Regions from separate parts of the Cyprinus carpio genome. Here region 1 is linked to region 2. The links are chromatin contacts, called in public Hi-C maps. All regions are on one chromosome and are shown on one strand. The core of a region is the stretch at or near the end of the contact, and the rest is flanking DNA. Distances in the headings are between cores, read along the strand shown. Region 1 holds the start of LOC109049775 (polyadenylate-binding protein-interacting protein 1-like). Region 2 holds the start of LOC109091795 (nipped-B-like protein A).

Region 1 (3,800 bases), core at 604-3,103, 200 kb after region 2:
GAAACAATAAAAGTAATGCTGCAATAATCTTCACCACACAACAACAGATGTGTCTTTTAACACGAAAGATCACAATCAATCAGAAGTAATTATTACAAGTCAAGTTAGTCAACTAATGACAAAATACATCAAAAAAATCCAGATGTGGTGGAAACCATGGTTAAAATCTATTCCATCTATTCGTTATCATCCATCCATTCATTTCTGCATTCATGTATCTATCATCTATCTACTCATCCATCCATCTATTCATTCATGCATCTATCGACAAAATACATCTAAAAAAAGGTTTATGTCATTTTTACTCTCTCCATCCATCAGTTCACACATCTATCCTTCCATTTATTCATCTATCTATCATTCATCCATCCATCATTCTATCTATCTATCTGTTATGCTGTCTGTCTGTCTCTAGCTGCCTATATATCTATATTCAACTTTACTGAAATAATAAAAAAATAAGTTTTACACTGTCAAAGCATTAGTAACTTCATGTGTTTACACATGGACCACCCATATATACAGTACTGTGCAAAAGTGTTATGCCATTAGTATTTTCATCAACGAAAAATGGTTTTAAGCCAGTTATTTCTATCTTTTGCTGTAGTTTGTCAGTAGGAAATATCAGTTTACATTTCAAAACATTCTTTTTTTAAGGGCTTGACAGTACGAGCATTTCACTTGGTTGCACCAGATGCTGATTTGATTTCTTTAAATGAAGTTAACCGATAAATAAAATCTATTTATGACATTGTTTTTTAAAGCATGCTCACGTTACAGCTTGTTTACACAAGTGCCTAAAACTTCTAACAGTATTGTAGCTTTGCAGGAAGGTTTCTTGAAGTGTCTTTGGAGACATTGCCACAATTCTTCTGGATTTAGTCTGCCTCGGTTTTTTCTGTTTCTTCATGTAATCGAAGACTGGATGATGGTGAGATCAGATCACTGGCTGCTGTCAGACTCCTTGTGCAGACAAAAATCTCACTGGATTATTACAGTTAATAGCAAAAGGAAAGTAACTGATACTTCCTACTGACACACTACTGCAAAATATAGAAATAACTGGCTTAAAGCCATTTTTTTGTTGGTGAAAATACTAACGGCCTAAGACTTTTGCACAGTAACTGTATGTTCTACTGGCATTGTAAAAAATCAGCTTTACTTTACCCAAGCATTAGCATCTATCTCTATATTATATGCATACGAACAAATATACTTACACACATATAAACATAGACACATATCGTGATAACGTTACATGTAAACACTGACTAGCAATAACTGTCATCGACTGAAGCCAGGTAATTAACCCAAATGTTCTGCTTTTTATAACCGAGGGCGCTTCAAATGGAGGACTAGATAAAAAAAAGACTACGACTTGTGTGTGTATATCCCCCTCAAAAGCCTCGGACAACATTATCTACTGTGCAGAAACAGTTATTAGCGGACTAGCATGTGAGCTAGCACCGAGCGTTACTTCACCTGCGCCGCCGTCCGACATCGGAGGAGACGTGCGCGGCTGTCTGAGCGGTTCACCCGGGCTAAACAGCGCACTTTTCACGTCTCCGGCCTCAGATGAGGAGGAGGATGACAGTGTGCTGCTGCTGCTGTTGTTGTTAAACATTATCTTCTTCTCGCTGTTCTGTCCTCGCCCGTCCGATCACAACTGTCCGCCGTCAGACGCGAATAAACACACGGATCCGATCTCAGTGGGCCGCTGAACACTACCGTTACACAGACAGCTTCACCCTACAGTCTGCTTCTCACTTTCATGGTGACTATTTTTGTTTCTGGCGTCTGTCCCCTCTGTAAAGCGCTAATCACTTCCTCGGTACGTTAATTCTCCAGAAATAGCGAGAAATTTGGCATTGAAACTATAGTTTCCACCGAAAATAACACATATTTATATAATAGTTATGTGTTAAACAAAAACATCTCAAAAAAAAGTGGGATATGTTATGCTTTACCCTGACAGAAATTTGGCATGGAAACTTTAGTTTCCTCCGAAAATTACACAGATATAACAGTTATGTTAAATAGTGCACAAAATAGAAAAAAAAAAGGGTCAGTAAAATGTTGCTTAATCATCATTTTACGAGGCGTATTATTTTTACAGCATGTTGGGAACTTGTTTGGACATAAATAGAATTTAAAACTTTGAGTTTCATTTGTGTGATTTATTTTTTATTATTATTATTTTTATTAATTTAAATAAAAATAAACATCAATAAATATAAAACACAAAACAAAACCTGAAACAGTTTTTTTTTTTTTACTGTTATTAATATAATAATACTTATTAATATTAATTTCTAAATGTAATTTTTTGGTTTTCATTTTTAGTTTAATTTACATTTTATTAGCTTGTTATTATGTTATTTTTAAATCAGTGTTTAAATCTTTTTTTTTTTTTAATTTATAGATTTTTAATTTCAGATTACAATTATCTAAAAAATATTTGAAATGTTTTTAGCTAACAAAAATGTATTTATTTAATGATAAATATGCATTTTTCTTAAATTAAAAAGTGAGCATGATGTTTGACACGATAATGCATGTTAAAACTGATAAAATGGAACAAAATTATTTCCATAATGCTGTGGAAAGGGCTCAAGATAATGTGATTTCTTGGGCGTCACAATTTTAATGAATGTTGATAAATTCATTTTTAATGCAAAATCGCGTGGTAACAAAGATGCACATACAATTTTGGATACAGCTAAACGTAACATCGGTCGTCAGAATGATTTGTTATTAAAATTTGTATTTTTTTTATTCAACTGTATTGATGATACTGTTAAGGTTATGAAGAACAAGGCCATTTTAAGAGGGAGTCAAATGCAAATACCTGATATTTAAAACTACTTTTCATGTTAAAGAAGTTTAATGCTTCATGCGTCATGGGAAACAAAAGATAGTTTCTATCTGCACATTCACACATTTAAAGCAGCTTGGAGACTCAAATCTTCTTTAATTTGGGTTCACGCTTCAGTGTTTTTGGTTCTGCTGGTCTTATTTTACATCGATTCGTTTCAGTGGGCAAACTGTTGACATAGCCTTTCTCTTCTCAGCACTCGTTCTTTATTCACTAAAGTGTTATTTTTATAGCTTTACAATATTTTTATAGTAACTGGAACGAGCCTCATCAAGTAAAGTTCAATGACTTGCGCTGTACTTCGCACAGTAAAAACACTGCAACAACATATTAAGAATCAAACGCTTTTTAGTATTTCTTCTATTGCTTTAAAAAAAAAAAACAATATCATGCAAGTAATCACAAACAGGCAAATAATACAGATATTGCTCTCTTCACATTTGCTGATTTCTGTGAACACAACAGGTGATCATATTGTCCAATTATTTCCCATCAGCTTCCTGCTGTCCTCCTTTCTTTTTCTTCTTCTGTTGTTGCTGCTGTGTTTTGGCTTTTTTAGTGGCCGGCTGATTTCGTGTCCCTTCTTCTTCTCCTCCCTGCTGTTTCCTCTTCTTGTTTTTCTTCTTCTTCTTCTTTCCCTCCTCTCCTGACGCTCCTCCAGCCGTTTCTGTGGAGGCTGGCGTCTCTTTTCCCTCCAGCACCGTAGGCTTCTTACGGTTCTTGCGTTTCTTCGTCTCAGGAAGGAACCCCTTCTTCTTCTTCTTCCTTGTGGTTTCTTCTGTCTGCTCTGCCTCTACAACTTTCTTCACCTTTTCCATCTTTGGCTTTCTGAAATACAGCAAAGGAAGAGAGACATTGAAGGCAGGTTCACAGCAAACACATGATGAGTTTCACATAATAAAACATACAATTGATCATAATTGGA
Region 2 (4,243 bases), core at 15-2,514:
AAGGATGTGGCAGGTCATACAATCGAGTGAAGCAACACATCTGTGCAAACAGGGTAACACAAAATGACCAAAAACACAGTGTTGACAAGTCGATCACCAGAGAGAGGAACCATTCATCCTCTAAGCGTTTCACTAACGTTTATTCAGCCGTAATGATTCAAAACATGGCTAACACAGCAAAGTTATGAACACCAGAGATTGTAAATATTTACCATAACAAGCATTCAAGTCGTTCGTGGGTAATTGAGAGATGCTTAGAGATTATTTCGACTATTAGCAAAGCGTTAGCTCGGGACTTAATAGATTCCTTGCAGTGACTCGCTAATTAGCATTGCTCTGATCTGATGTGTGAATTCTTACAGAAACCCGAGCCGCTTGCGTTCCTACTTATTTAACTAACACATTTAGTTATCTTACATACAATTTTCTGTGAATAGTTCAGTCATTTAGTCTTACTAAACGACAGCCGCCGCTATGCTAAACGCTCGCGAAAGCTAGTTCGGCTACGCACATCTTCATCTCCGTTCGCGAACAATAAAAACACTTTTCGCTTTCCACAATTCCCTCCTCAAACTGTGCATCAGGCGACGAAACGTTCTCGGTATGTGTATAACATATCTGTGTATAATCCGTTTGAGTTCCCACACAAAAACATTCGCCCGTGTTTGTGTCGCGAGGCCTCCGCGAGCTCCCCAGAAGCCTCGGACTCTACGCACGAGCGCGACGCCGGGTCACGCGCTTCCCGCCACGGGGGCGCGCCGGAGGAGAACGACTAGCCGAGCCGTTACGACGCTGGTCTCCTCAGAGCCGTTCCGTCGAGGAAAAACGAAATGGAAATGTGTCGAAATGTGGTAAGGGAACGCGAAGACGGCCTTAGGAGAAATTATGACAGGGTTTCATATTTACCTTAGCTTGGGGTAACTTCAAAGAAGAAAAAATAAGGGGACTGTTGTTGGGATGAGAGGTTGGTTGTCGGTCTGCTGTAAGTCTCTGGCTCCCCCTCTCTGCTATAAAAAGATCGGCGCGGGCTAGCGGGGTTTGTTTAGCCGAGCCAGCTAACTACAAGCCAACTCTATCTTTATCTGGGGTGGGGGAGGTCAGGCTTTCTATCATCACACTTTAAATACATTTCATAATCGAGCCGAGTTTAATTCAGCTCCTTATTAACTTAACTCATCGCGTCATTGTTCGCGAAACACATTCGCTCAGGTCTTTGTTTGCCAACAAAAAGGCCACAACTGATGCTTTGTCGCTAGTCAGAGGGAATTGTAGTTTGACCGGAAATACAAATACTAATAACGTGATTATTTCCCCGCACACACAAATGTGACGATTTCCAGTATTTTTTATTTTTATTTTTTACATCAGGTACAAACAACACGTACAATTTAATTCTTGTACGATTAAATTCTTCTTTTTTTATTCAAGACATTTTTATTCTAGATTTTTTTATTATTATTAGTTGACATCCACATCATTACATATCATGTAAGTTTTATTCACAGTATTATTTATAGTCAATACACATAAATCATACATACGTATCCATGCATTTATAATATATATTAATGTATAATTCTATCCTTTCATATACATTACATTAATATGCAACGTACTTCAAGTTAATTTTATTTGTATAGCAAATTTACAACAGCCACTAGTCTGACCAAAGTGCTTTACAGAAGAGAAAATTATAAAAACATACACAGAAAGCAAACCAGATAAAAATAAGAACAACCCGTACTTCATGCATTTATGCATGTATATGTTATGCATCTGTATATGCACACAAATTATGATGAATATTAATTCTAAAGAACATTGTGAATAGCACTATTACATGATATGTATTGATGTGGATATTAAAAAATGTAGAATAAAAATGTGTTGATATATATATATATATATATATATATATATATATATATATATATATATATATATATATGACACAGTACTGTGCAAAAGTCTTAGAAAAAGAAAAAAATGAAAATGGTTTTAAGCCAGTTATTTATATCTTTTGCTGTTGTGTGTCAGTAGGAAATAACAGGTTACATTGCCAAACATTCCTTTTGCCATTAATTGTAATAATCCAGTGAGATTTTTGTCTGCACAAGGAGTCTGACAACAGCCAGTGATCTGATCTCACCATCATCCAGTCTTCGATTACATGAAGAAACAGAAAAACCGAGGCAGACTAAATCCAGAAGAACTGGTGCAATGTCTCCAAGATGCTTGAGAGAGGCAAGCTTAAGCAAGGCCTAAGACTTTTGCACAGTACTATATGTGTGTGTGTATATATATATATATATATGGGGGGGGGGGGGGGGCTTTAGCAGTCTCACGTCTCAATGTTCTTGTAGGAACTTCTGGGTAATAACTTGACCTAGAGTCTGTCCTTTGAGCCTTTCTGTAGTTTCACTTCTCACCACTGGATGGCGACTGAGTATAACGATTAAGGCCAGCGGGCACACCTGTAGTTTATTTAACGACTTTCTTTGGATTTATTTGTCTTCAAAAGAGAAATAATTTTGTGTAGCTATATGAAATATATGAGCGATAATACTGTGACTTGCATTAACCATTAAATGTCATATATATCCCAATGGTATTCAAGTCCTAAAAACCATTTGTTTTTGTGTAAGTCACTTTGCATAAAATCATCTAAAAATGCATAAAGTAAATTATAGGCTATATTATAAAATCGACAATTGCTTGTTTTTCTTTTTTCTCTTTTGATTTTCCATGTCTATGTAAAGTATCTTGTTATATACATTACAGTATCCAGTGAGATTCATCAGTTGTTTTTAGTTTGGAATATATGTCAAAACTTTTGAGGCCACTGTTTGCTCATTAACTGTTTAGAGCATATCTATGTATAAAAATTATAATAGATTTTATTATGTTCTGAAAAATGTACAATTATGCTCATACTCGCCTCAAAACTACTGGAACAGGTCAAGAAGGACATGATAGGATTGTGTCAACAAGATCTTGACATGAACAGAGATTAGATCACACATTCTATCCAAGATGGTAACACCATGTACTTGATAAGTTTAGTAGAGTAGTGAGGGACTGAGAAATGTCAAGGATGAGCCATTCAAAGGCTGATAATGACTTAAATTCTGCAGAACTGGGTGGTGCTACACTAAGAATATACCATTTAACTTCAATATTGCCATTTCAAATTGATTGTGTGTAAAAAAAAAAAAAAGAAAGATTAAATTCCTTCAATTTGAAGGAACCGTTTAAATTTTTCTGATAATGTACTCACCCTCAGGATATCCAAGATTGTTTCTTCATGGAAGCGATTTTGAGAAATGTAGCATTGCATCACATGCTCACCAATGGATCCTCTGCAGTGAATGGGTGCCGTCAGAATGAGAGTGCAAACAGCTGATTAAAACACCACAATAATCCACAAGTAATCCACACCACTCCATTCCGTCAATTAACATCTCTTGTGAAGTGAAAAGCTGTGTTTTTTTTTAAGAAACACATCCGCCAAGATGATCTTTTTAACTACAAACTGTTGCTTTAGGATAAAATATGAGTTCTCTATTCATATTGCTTTCTCCAGTGAAAAAGTTATATTGTATGAATACGGAGAGAAATATGTACAGACATTAATTGATGGACTGGAGTCATGTGGAATATTTTGATGTTTTTATCAGCTGTTTTGACTACCCATTCGGTACCCATTCACTGCATAGGGTACAAAATACATATCATACGAATCACTAACCTGTTAAGGGTGCATCCTAAGAACAAAACTGTAATGTGAGCAGTCCAGGCCAAAATGTTCTTGTTTATTTATAGATTTATTTTGTTCAAACTGACAGTCATCTATACAAGTCTTGAAATAAGATGATTACATCAGTTGAATAACTTGTTTTCAAAAACAAGTCATGCATGGTTTGAGTGACTTCACAGATTCCAGCTTATTTTACAGATAAAGGCTGCAGTAATTGTGTAAAATGGATACATTGCACTATACTGTTGTTTCTGGACTCACAGCCTCACTTTCCAGCTTAGGCTGACAAAACATTACATGTAGTTGATTTCCAGTTGAAAAATGCTACTTTATGACTATTACTTCTTTTTTAAAATCCTTTGAAATCATTTTGTTTATTCAAAATCAGTTTATTTTCCCAGCAATTAGAAGCATCGTGAACAAATGATTTCCATAATGACCTTCAGTTTCTCTTGAATTAACAAAAACAAACCTGCATCTAGGAAA

Evidence for each region. A called contact is a pair of places that touch in the nucleus more often than the background predicts.
Region 1: a contact with region 2 is called in a Hi-C map of skeletal muscle, with 15 times the contacts expected there. The contact joins the promoter of LOC109049775 here to the promoter of LOC109091795 in region 2. A contact is called at or near these places in 2 of 8 Hi-C or Micro-C datasets (red blood cells and skeletal muscle).

Annotation. Positions count from the first base shown.
Region 1 is chrA5:7,468,789-7,472,588 of ASM1834038v1, forward strand. It overlaps LOC109049775 (polyadenylate-binding protein-interacting protein 1-like), which reads right to left and starts at 1,854. Exons shown (of 11, transcript XM_019067429.2): 1 at 1,483-1,854. The coding sequence starts at 1,624. LOC109049779 (myb-binding protein 1A-like protein) reads right to left here. Exons shown (of 27, transcript XM_042752470.1): 27 at 3,206-3,703. The coding sequence ends at 3,358.
Region 2 is chrA5:7,264,731-7,268,973 of ASM1834038v1, forward strand. It overlaps LOC109091795 (nipped-B-like protein A), which reads right to left and starts at 1,265. Exons shown (of 45, transcript XM_042752322.1): 1 at 907-1,265. slc1a3a (solute carrier family 1 member 3a) reads right to left here. Exons shown (of 11, transcript XM_042752327.1): 11 at 3,792-4,243.